3 separate regions of the Mus musculus genome follow, and regions 1 and 3 are each linked to region 2. The links are chromatin contacts, called in public Hi-C and HiChIP or PLAC-seq maps. All regions are on one chromosome and are shown on one strand. Each heading gives the region's core, a stretch centred on a gene start, on an enhancer-like site or on the middle of the called end of the contact. The rest is flanking DNA. Distances are from core to core; before and after follow the strand shown.

Region 1 (2,700 bases), core at 174-2,673, 630 kb before region 2:
CTAGTTTTCTCCTGAGTCTCAGTGATCAGAGTACTCTCTGTAGGCAAGCTCTCCTCTTGCAGGGAAAGTGCACAGATATCTGGCATTCAGCCCTGCCTCCTGGCTGAAGATGATGGCCTGAAACAGGTACTGTCCCAGAAGCTGTGTCACTTCTGCCTGTCCCAGAGCTGTGTAGCTTCTGTAGTCCACACTCTCACCTGAGCAGACTAGTCTCTGCGGGATCTGGGACCTGAGAGGGCTACCCAACCTGCTCCTTCAGAGCCTTCCCAGGAGGACACCTCTCCTCTGGTGGGGAAAGTGCCCAGATGTCTGGAGCCTGAAATGGGGTCTGTGCCAGAAGCTGTGTAGCTTCTGCCTGTCCCAGAAGCTGTGTAGTTTCTGTAGTCCACACTCTCATTTGAGCAGACTAGTCTCTGAGTGATCTGTGACCCAAGATGGCTCCCCCACCTGTTCTGGCAGAACCCCCCCGCCCCCACCGGGCGGACACCTCTCCTCTGGCGGGGAAGGTGTCTGGAAGTCTGGAGACCGAAATGGGGTCTGTCCCAGAAGCTGTGTCACTTCTGCCTGTCCCAGAAGCTGTCCATAATCAATATTTTATCTTCTGTCCTTGTACTTACAATCAATTGTTAGATCCCTTTTATAACCTTTGGTTAATTGTTTTACAACTTCTTGGAATGTGTTCTAGGTTGTAAATGCCTGCTTTCTATATCAGAAACAATTAACTCATGACACATGAAGACTAGCAGAGTTCTAATTGCAGTTTTCATATCAAAGAGGGCTTTAAAAGCAGTCCTATTAGAAATGGCTTAATGATCACTAGTATAATTTTAGGAATTCTTATAGGATCATCATTAAGAATTAAGAAACCATCTATTTGTCTATACAGCATCACTACAAGACAGTACATCTTTGTTGATCTGCAGAAATCTTTCCAAAAGGGTGGATTAATACCTAGAGTTTGTTATTCAAATTTAATAATAACAGGAAAGGCATATTAATAGCAGTACTCTTTCGTAAAATGTATCCCTGTTTGGTCTTGACAGAAAAGGGCTCATTCATTGGAGTTCACAGTCCATGATCTCAGGAAGATCACCTGCTAGTTTTTACCATCTTCTATATGGCTTCTGGCACTGTCTCAGCTTACCTCTACATTTGATTTCTTCTGATAGTAAAATTTGTTTATAGAGTTGGATCTTCCTAGGCTTCCAAAAGCTGTACCTGTGTACATTTTTTCCAGAAGGTTTAACCTACTTGACCTAAAGAAAATCCATTTGAATCATTGATCTTGTTAGTTTAAGCCATTGTTGGAGCCACAGGGAAAAGATCTGCTCTTAATAGAAAAGTCCAGTCTGTCAACAGTGTCCATTAGTCACTAAGAATGACTCAACACAGCACATTATTTCTGGTGTACCAGAATGCCAGGAAATACCACTACTGCATTGATTGTACTTGGCCAGGTTCCCGTAGATTGTGGGCAGTAGTTGGGGCTCATCAGATTTAGAACACTTGATCTACATTGAAGCTGGGAAGCCCTCTTTAGTTATTTTGGCAAGTAGATAGGTATGTCAATAAAGGAGCTTCAATCTATGTATGCCATTGTATCCTACACAGTCCCAGTGGTTGACTTAATTAGGTGATAAGGGAATGAATAAAAGACAGGCAGACACACAGAGACACATACAGAAAAACTGGCTTTAGATGAAATGTACTTGCTATTATAGATGGATACCAACTATGCAAGCAACTTGGAACCTCAGTGTGTTTGTCATGTTCTATGTTGTAGTACAAGAAAAGAAGGAGGTAAGGAGTTGGAATAGTGTTTGGCTATAAACATCCAGGAGCCAGAAGTTGCAGTTGCTGGGTTTTGTGTGCACTGCCAGCGTCTGTACACTGACCAGAGTAAGAATCTTTTGTCAACTGCAAGCCTGACCCAGGAAAGGTTTTGACAATTCCCATGGGTCTGAGACCGTGGCCCTTTTCAATAATGCCTTCACTCAAGACTTCATACACTCCTCACACTTCCTCTAAGGGGTTCATTTAACAAACTGCATCACATTTATGTGCTGCCTTTCCAGAACAGTTATATGATAGCTTAATTCTATTGGGATGTTGCTCACTTTTAGAGGTCCTTCGCTAATCTGCTTATCAACTGTCATAACAAAACTTCACAGAGAATGTGGTATAAGGAAGACAACGTTACTTCTTAGGGTTATAGAGACACTGATCTTGTTGTGAGGATACCACTCTCATGACATAATCTAACTTTAGGTCTGAAGGCTGTGTTTCCAAACACCACTATGTTAGGGTTAGGGCTTCATCATGTGAATCTTTGCACTGTAGACCCTGAGGGAAAAAAGGAATTACATTCAGGAATTCCAAACCATGGAGAAAGCATGAAGGAAATTGGATTTGTGGGGCCCTATGACCTGGATAGAGCTACTTATATTTACAGAGGTTCCTTCCCTCTGGTCTATCCTTCATCCTGTCTTTCTTGCAGCTTGCATGTGTCTTAGCTACATTGCCATTGTGAATTAGCTTGCGTTTCCCATTGAGGTTTTCATTCTGGTTCTTAATATTTTCCCATTTTGCTGGTACATCTTATTCTTCTGTGAAGCAGTTTTCATTTAACTGCATTGAACAAGTGCTTAAAAAGTTGCCTTCTTGAGAACTTGAAACATTTCATAACAATCTTCGGCTGTG
Region 2 (2,700 bases), core at 198-2,697:
CCACAATGAGAAAACTAGTGAGGATAGCCTGAAGGAGGGATGTGCAGACACAAGGCGTTTTCCCTTGGCACGGGGCGACCTGCCATCCCTGACTGTCATCAGATTGTTCATCCATCCATCCCTTCCGCGGCGCACAGGGAAGAGCCTCTGAGCTCCAAGGGATGAGAATCCAGAGGGGAAACAACCTGATGTAACCAAGATTCAGAGAGGTATCCGCAGCAGCAGGCTCTCTCACACCCCGACCTCTTTGGGCTACTTGGGGTTAGGCAGGACCACCCCCTGGCGCCCAGGTGGAGTAAGCATCATAGCTTCAGGGAAGTCCTGGTTTCCCACACCTTTTGATCAAGCAAACCTCTTTCCCCATTCGAGAAACTCAAGTTTCCCAGAAAAACAACTAGGATAAGTTTCCCAAGGGCAGATACTTTGGGTGGGTGTGAGATGAGGATGGAGGTTCGAAGACACCGGAAGGATCTTCAGCCACACACAAAAACAATTGAGAAAAGTACTTCTTACCATTGGTATGGTGTCCAGGCTCCCCGTGGGCGAACTGGAACCGGTCTGTTAAAAAGTGACAAAGTAACATAACTCCTGCTGCGGCCAGGTCGGCCCTCCGGAACCTTGCCATGCCGCTGCCGCGACCTCTCTCCCCTGCCCAACGAATTTTTTCTTGAGACCCTGGGCTCCGGGGTTATCCCTGGGGATGGGGCGACACGGCCGAGCTCTGCTGGTGAGTCTTGGGTGGGATCCGGAGGCCTCTGACAGTTTCGCTAGGATTTCACTCCGGGTAACAGAAGTGAAGGAGAGACAGCTGAACCCTCTCCGAACTTCGGGAGCTCTCACTGCAACTTGTCACCCTCGCAGCCCCCAACTGAGACACAATCAACCAAGTGAGGGGAGGAAAGGTCACTTGCAGTAGGGTCGGCAAACTCCCGGGTCCTCTCAGGCAGCGCCACCCGGGCGCCCACAGACGGTGACTTCCGAGCGCCCGCGACGCGCTCCACTGGGTTCAAAACAGATCTAATTCCACTGGCTGCGCCGGTGCTGTTCCAGATTCAAGAGGGCGCTGAGCACCGGAGGAACTTTCCCAGACTTAGGTCTGGCCCCGGCGGGTGGTTGGTGTTCCCGAGAGAAGGAGGTTAGTGGAGGCTGGAGAAACCCCTCTGACAAGTTTTTCTTCTTTGCTTCGCCCAAGGCTGAGCGCGCGTCCTCGCCCGCAGCCGGAGGGATGGGCAGCTCCGGAGAGTAGAGCCGGGAATGCACCAGCTGCTGTGAGCAGAAGAGAGGTGGGGGTGTTTTTTAAAGAAAAAGAAAAACGGGAAAGTGAGGTTGCAGCCTGGTAAGAGAGCCCCTCCGGGCTAGGCAGGAGGTGGCTCCGAACGCCGCGGAGCCCCAGGAGTTTGGTGGCGGAGGCGCCGCCGCGCTCCCCCGCGCTCCAGCTCTACACTTTGGGGAGGGAAGGCGGCTTGCCATTTGCTAGATCTACCGCTGAACCCTCCTCTCTTCCCTCCGCCCTCCTCCCTCCCCTTCTCTCCTCCAGGCTTCTCCCACCTTCCTCCCAAAACCCGCAGCCAGCACCAACCTGTCCATTGGCTGAGCTTTTCTCGGGGGAGAGGGGGCGCCAGAAAAGTCTCCCACAGATGAAGCCCGAGAAGACTGGCTGGGGAAAGCCAGAGGACCATTGCGGCCCCAAACACCCGAGGACTGGTGCGAGTGGGGCGGTGGCAGATTCTAGTCTCCCGGACGCCATCCGCCCACCCGGTTCATGACCTTTGCAGAGGAACCGATGCCGCCTGCACCCTCCAGGCTTCCGTGGCTTTTGGGTGTCAGCCTGCGGGTAGAGAGGGATGAGGCCCCCCAGGGAGCGCCCACTATCTTCTGATTTCCGCCTGGGCACTAAAGGGTTAATAGTATTTCATCCCTCACTGAGGGCTGGTCTGGCAACCGTTGGGTGGCGGGGGAGCAAACCTGAGTCGCTAGGGTTACTGACATCCCCCAACTCCCAGCCCCCATCCCATCAAAAGCCCCTCCTACCCCAGACCCGCACAGAGGGAGGTGGAGGTGGCTCTGGGCTGCAGGGTCCTGAGGCCGCCACCGCGGTTTGGTAAAGTGTCAGAAGGAGGGAAAGGGAGAGTTTAAAGAAACAGGAAGCCCATTGAATTTCCTATAGGGGGTTTAAAGGGTTTTTGCTTGCTAGTTTGTTTTTGTTTTTTCAGCTTGAGGGTCTGCTTCAGCATTAACCCTTTCCAGGCCCCTTATCCGCTTACATTTAATTTAATTTAATTTGCATACACTTAGCCATCTTTTAATGGGGCTAAATAGAAAGCAAAGAGACAATGCATCCTTGGTGAAAAATACATGTTCTGGAGCACTGCCTGGGCTAGTACTTCAATTTTTTTTCCACAAGGAGCAATTTATTTAAGCTTTAAGCCTCAGGTCTCCAGGCATCAAATCAGGAAGATTTTATACTGAAGTTCATAGAAGGTCCTAGAAAGGAGGATTAGCCAAGTGAACTTAATTTTTTAAATCATCTGCTAGCCTGAAGAGAAATGCTCTTTCTTGAAGACAAAGGGAGAGCTAATTTAAACACATTCGAAAGTGTTCTGGGTTCAGCCGATGCTGTAGCTTGTTACTGTCTTGGCCTTGCCATGCTTTGAAGAATGCATGCATGTATGCTTTGAATCCATCTCAACATCTAGCAAA
Region 3 (2,700 bases), core at 171-2,670, 900 kb before region 2:
CTTTAAAAGAACTTCTTTGCTTCTCAGCAGACAAGATATCTTAGGAACCCAAGATCCAAAATACCAGTGTCAATGGATTCAGGGTAGGCGCTATCCTAGGGAAAATCTTTGCACACATTGTTAGAGGAAATTTTTCATTTGTGTTTCTGTGTAATTTGGACCATCAGGCCATATCTTATAGGATCTATCTGCATGCTACCATATAAAAGCATGCCCTACTTATCTGTGGGATGTAAAAGAAAGATTTTACTATTTCTATTTAGGTTTGTTTGAGTGGCTGTCTTCCCCAAAAATTCAGCCTTGAACAGCAAGTAATTATTTCTACAGTTTAAGAAGGTCAGATTAAGCATATATATCATTTTATTTCTCAAAAACTCCACAGAATTCTAGTTCTGTGTTAGGAAGAGGATGAACCCACAGGGACAAGTAGAATTAGGGAATATCGGAGTGATTTCAAAGTCTGTGTAGGAGATGGAAAGCTGATAGAGGGGGTGTGGTAATCAGTGGACCACAGTCAAAGTTGCTGAATGTTGGAGTGGGTGCAAAGAAGAGAAACACTAGAAACTTCTGTTTGTCCCACTGGCATCCCCTAAACTAAGGCACTAGACTTGGAGAAAGCAGTCAGGAGATGAGGATATGGCAGCTCTGTTCTTTTCCCCACCCTTTCTGGCTTCTTCATTACAGGTGGAGTTCTTGGCTAGAGTAAGACTAGAAGTTCATTATTTGGAAATTCCTTCAGTGTCAGAGACTCAGCTCCTAGTTCTCACACCCTTTGATGATGTCTAGCAACCAGGAAAGAAAGATGGCCATCAGGACAATGTCGAATCTACTTTCTCAAATAGTTAGCTGTATTTCCCGAAGAGGAAACAACTCACTGGAGGAACACAGCTGAAGCCAAACTAAGCTTCCCTTCTTTTCTTTCTTTCCTTACCTTAGAGGCCATTCCAGTCATCTCCCTACCCCAATTTAGTGTTCAGTTGTACCTTGAATTTAAAAAAAGATTTTAAAACTCTTCTCCCTCTCTTTCTCTCATTCTTGTGTGTGTGTCAGAGAGAGAAGTGGGGAGGGGGAAAAGGGAGGGGCATAGGGAGGGGGAGGGAGAGGGAGAGGAAGAGGGAGAGGGAGAGGGAGAGGGAGAGGGAGAGGGAGAGGGAGAGGGAGAGGGAGAGGGAGAGGGAGAGGGAGAGGGAAAATATGTGCACGTGAGCATGTCTGTTTGTATTGTGAGGGTACTTGTAAATGTGAGTGTGTGGGTTATATGTATGTGTATGTGTGGTGTTTTTGTGTGATGTGTGAGTGTCAAGTGAGTGCACGTGTGTGTAAATGTGCTGTGGTGAATCACAGTGTTAGAGGACAAAGGTTGTGAAGGCCTTGCTTTCCTTCTACCTTGCCATGAACAAGGCCTCTTTTGTTTGCCTGTTGTGTAAGGTTAGCCCTTGAGCTTCTGGGGATTCCTGTCTCTATAATTTACTGTTCTCATCTTGATGCAGAAGTGCTGGGATTGCAGACACGCAGGCCATGCAGCTGGCTTTTATGGGGGTTCTTAGGATTTGAACTGAGATCTTTCATTCCTGGATGGCAATTGCCTTTGGCCACTGGGCCATCTCTTAGGTCCACATTTCATCTTCCAATGCTGTTACAAATATTAGTTTCATCTTTTTACATTTTTTACAAACTTCCCTAAATCTGCTATTTATTTTTCTTTATTCATTATACTTATATAATTTATTGGGACACAGCTAACATAATTTGATACTTTGGGATATATCAAAATATGTACTTTCCAATGCTTTCCTCTTTTTGAGTATTTTTACTAAGGGTCAAAGAATATTCTTATCCAGATACCTTTGTGAAATATGAAGTTTGTTTAGAATGCTATGAAGAGGGGAAGTTGCTGATTTCAAGTGTACATATTAATAATTCTGATGATGATGCTCCAGCTGACCAGCCTGTTTCTTCTATTTGACAATTAAATAGACACAAGATAATGTTTCAATATTAATTTATTTTACATTTTCCTTATTACTAGTGAGACTGAACACACAATTTACATATCTTCTGTTGGGTGGAAGTAATGACTCAGTAGTTAAGAGTGCTTGCTGCTCTTTAAGAGTACCTGAGTTTGGTTCTGTGATGCCATATCAGAAGATTTACAACTTCCCATAACTTCAGTTCAGGTGCTTCCTGCCTTCTTCTGGTCTCCAAGTTTATTTTCATCCCTGTGCACATATAGATACACATACATACACACAAGTAAAATATAAAATAAATCAAGATCTTGAGTTCTTGAACAGTATGAACTATTAGGCAAAAGACACCCTCAATAAGACAAAAAGGCCACCAACAGATTGGGAAAGGATCTTTACCTATCCTAAATCAGATAGGGGACTAATATCCAATATATATAAAGAACTCAAGAAGGTGGACTCCAGAAAAATCAAATAATCCTATTAAAAAATGGGGCTCAGAGCTAAACAAAGAATTCTCACCTGAGGAATACCGAATGGCTGAGAAGCACCTGAAAAAATGTTCAACATCCTTAATCATCAGAGAAATGCAAATCAAAACAACCCTGAGATTCCACCTCACACCAGTCAGAATGGCTAAGATCAAAAATTCAGGTGACAGCAGATGCTGGCAAGGATGTGGAGAAAGAGGAACACCCCTCCATTGTTGGTGGGATTGCAAGCTTGTACAACC

Evidence for each region. A called contact is a pair of places that touch in the nucleus more often than the background predicts. HiChIP or PLAC-seq counts read pairs in DNA pulled down with a chosen protein or histone mark.
Region 1: a Hi-C map of adipose-derived mesenchymal stem cells shows a contact between it and region 2, with 2.4 times the contacts expected there. The contact joins the enhancer-like site here to the promoter of Plxdc2 in region 2. A contact is called at or near these places in 7 of 39 promoter capture datasets (the C10 cell line, cranial neural crest, embryonic stem cells and 4 more), 7 of 484 Hi-C or Micro-C datasets (adipose-derived mesenchymal stem cells, cerebral cortex, cortical neurons and 2 more) and 3 of 115 datasets of contacts at active chromatin or transcription factors (astrocytes, embryonic forebrain and neural progenitor cells).
Region 3: a contact with region 2 is called in an H3K4me3 HiChIP or PLAC-seq map of neural tube, with 6 times the contacts expected there. The contact joins the enhancer-like site here to the promoter of Plxdc2 in region 2. A contact is called at or near these places in 1 of 39 promoter capture datasets (pre-B cells) and 3 of 115 datasets of contacts at active chromatin or transcription factors (embryonic stem cells, neural tube and stem cell-derived neural progenitor cells).

What each region holds. Positions count from the first base shown.
Region 1 is chr2:16,981,759-16,984,458 of GRCm38.p6, reverse strand. The region is part of intron 2 of 4930515L03Rik (RIKEN cDNA 4930515L03 gene); the gene reads left to right. Among named protein-coding and RNA genes, the nearest start is that of 4930515L03Rik, 31 kb to the left of the region's middle. Within about 2 kb of position 1,423, at least 12 of the 459 cell types and tissues checked have an H3K27ac peak or open chromatin away from gene starts, as enhancers often do. A contact at or near this core is called in adipose-derived mesenchymal stem cells, where this site is marked.
Region 2 is chr2:16,355,051-16,357,750 of GRCm38.p6, reverse strand. Plxdc2 (plexin domain containing 2) reads right to left here and starts at 1,447. Exons shown (of 14, transcript NM_026162.6): 1 at 514-1,447. The coding sequence starts at 625.
Region 3 is chr2:17,257,776-17,260,475 of GRCm38.p6, reverse strand. No RefSeq gene overlaps it. Among named protein-coding and RNA genes, the nearest start is that of Nebl, 200 kb to the left of the region's middle. Within about 2 kb of position 1,420, at least 1 of the 459 cell types and tissues checked has an H3K27ac peak or open chromatin away from gene starts, as enhancers often do. A contact at or near this core is called in neural tube, where this site is marked.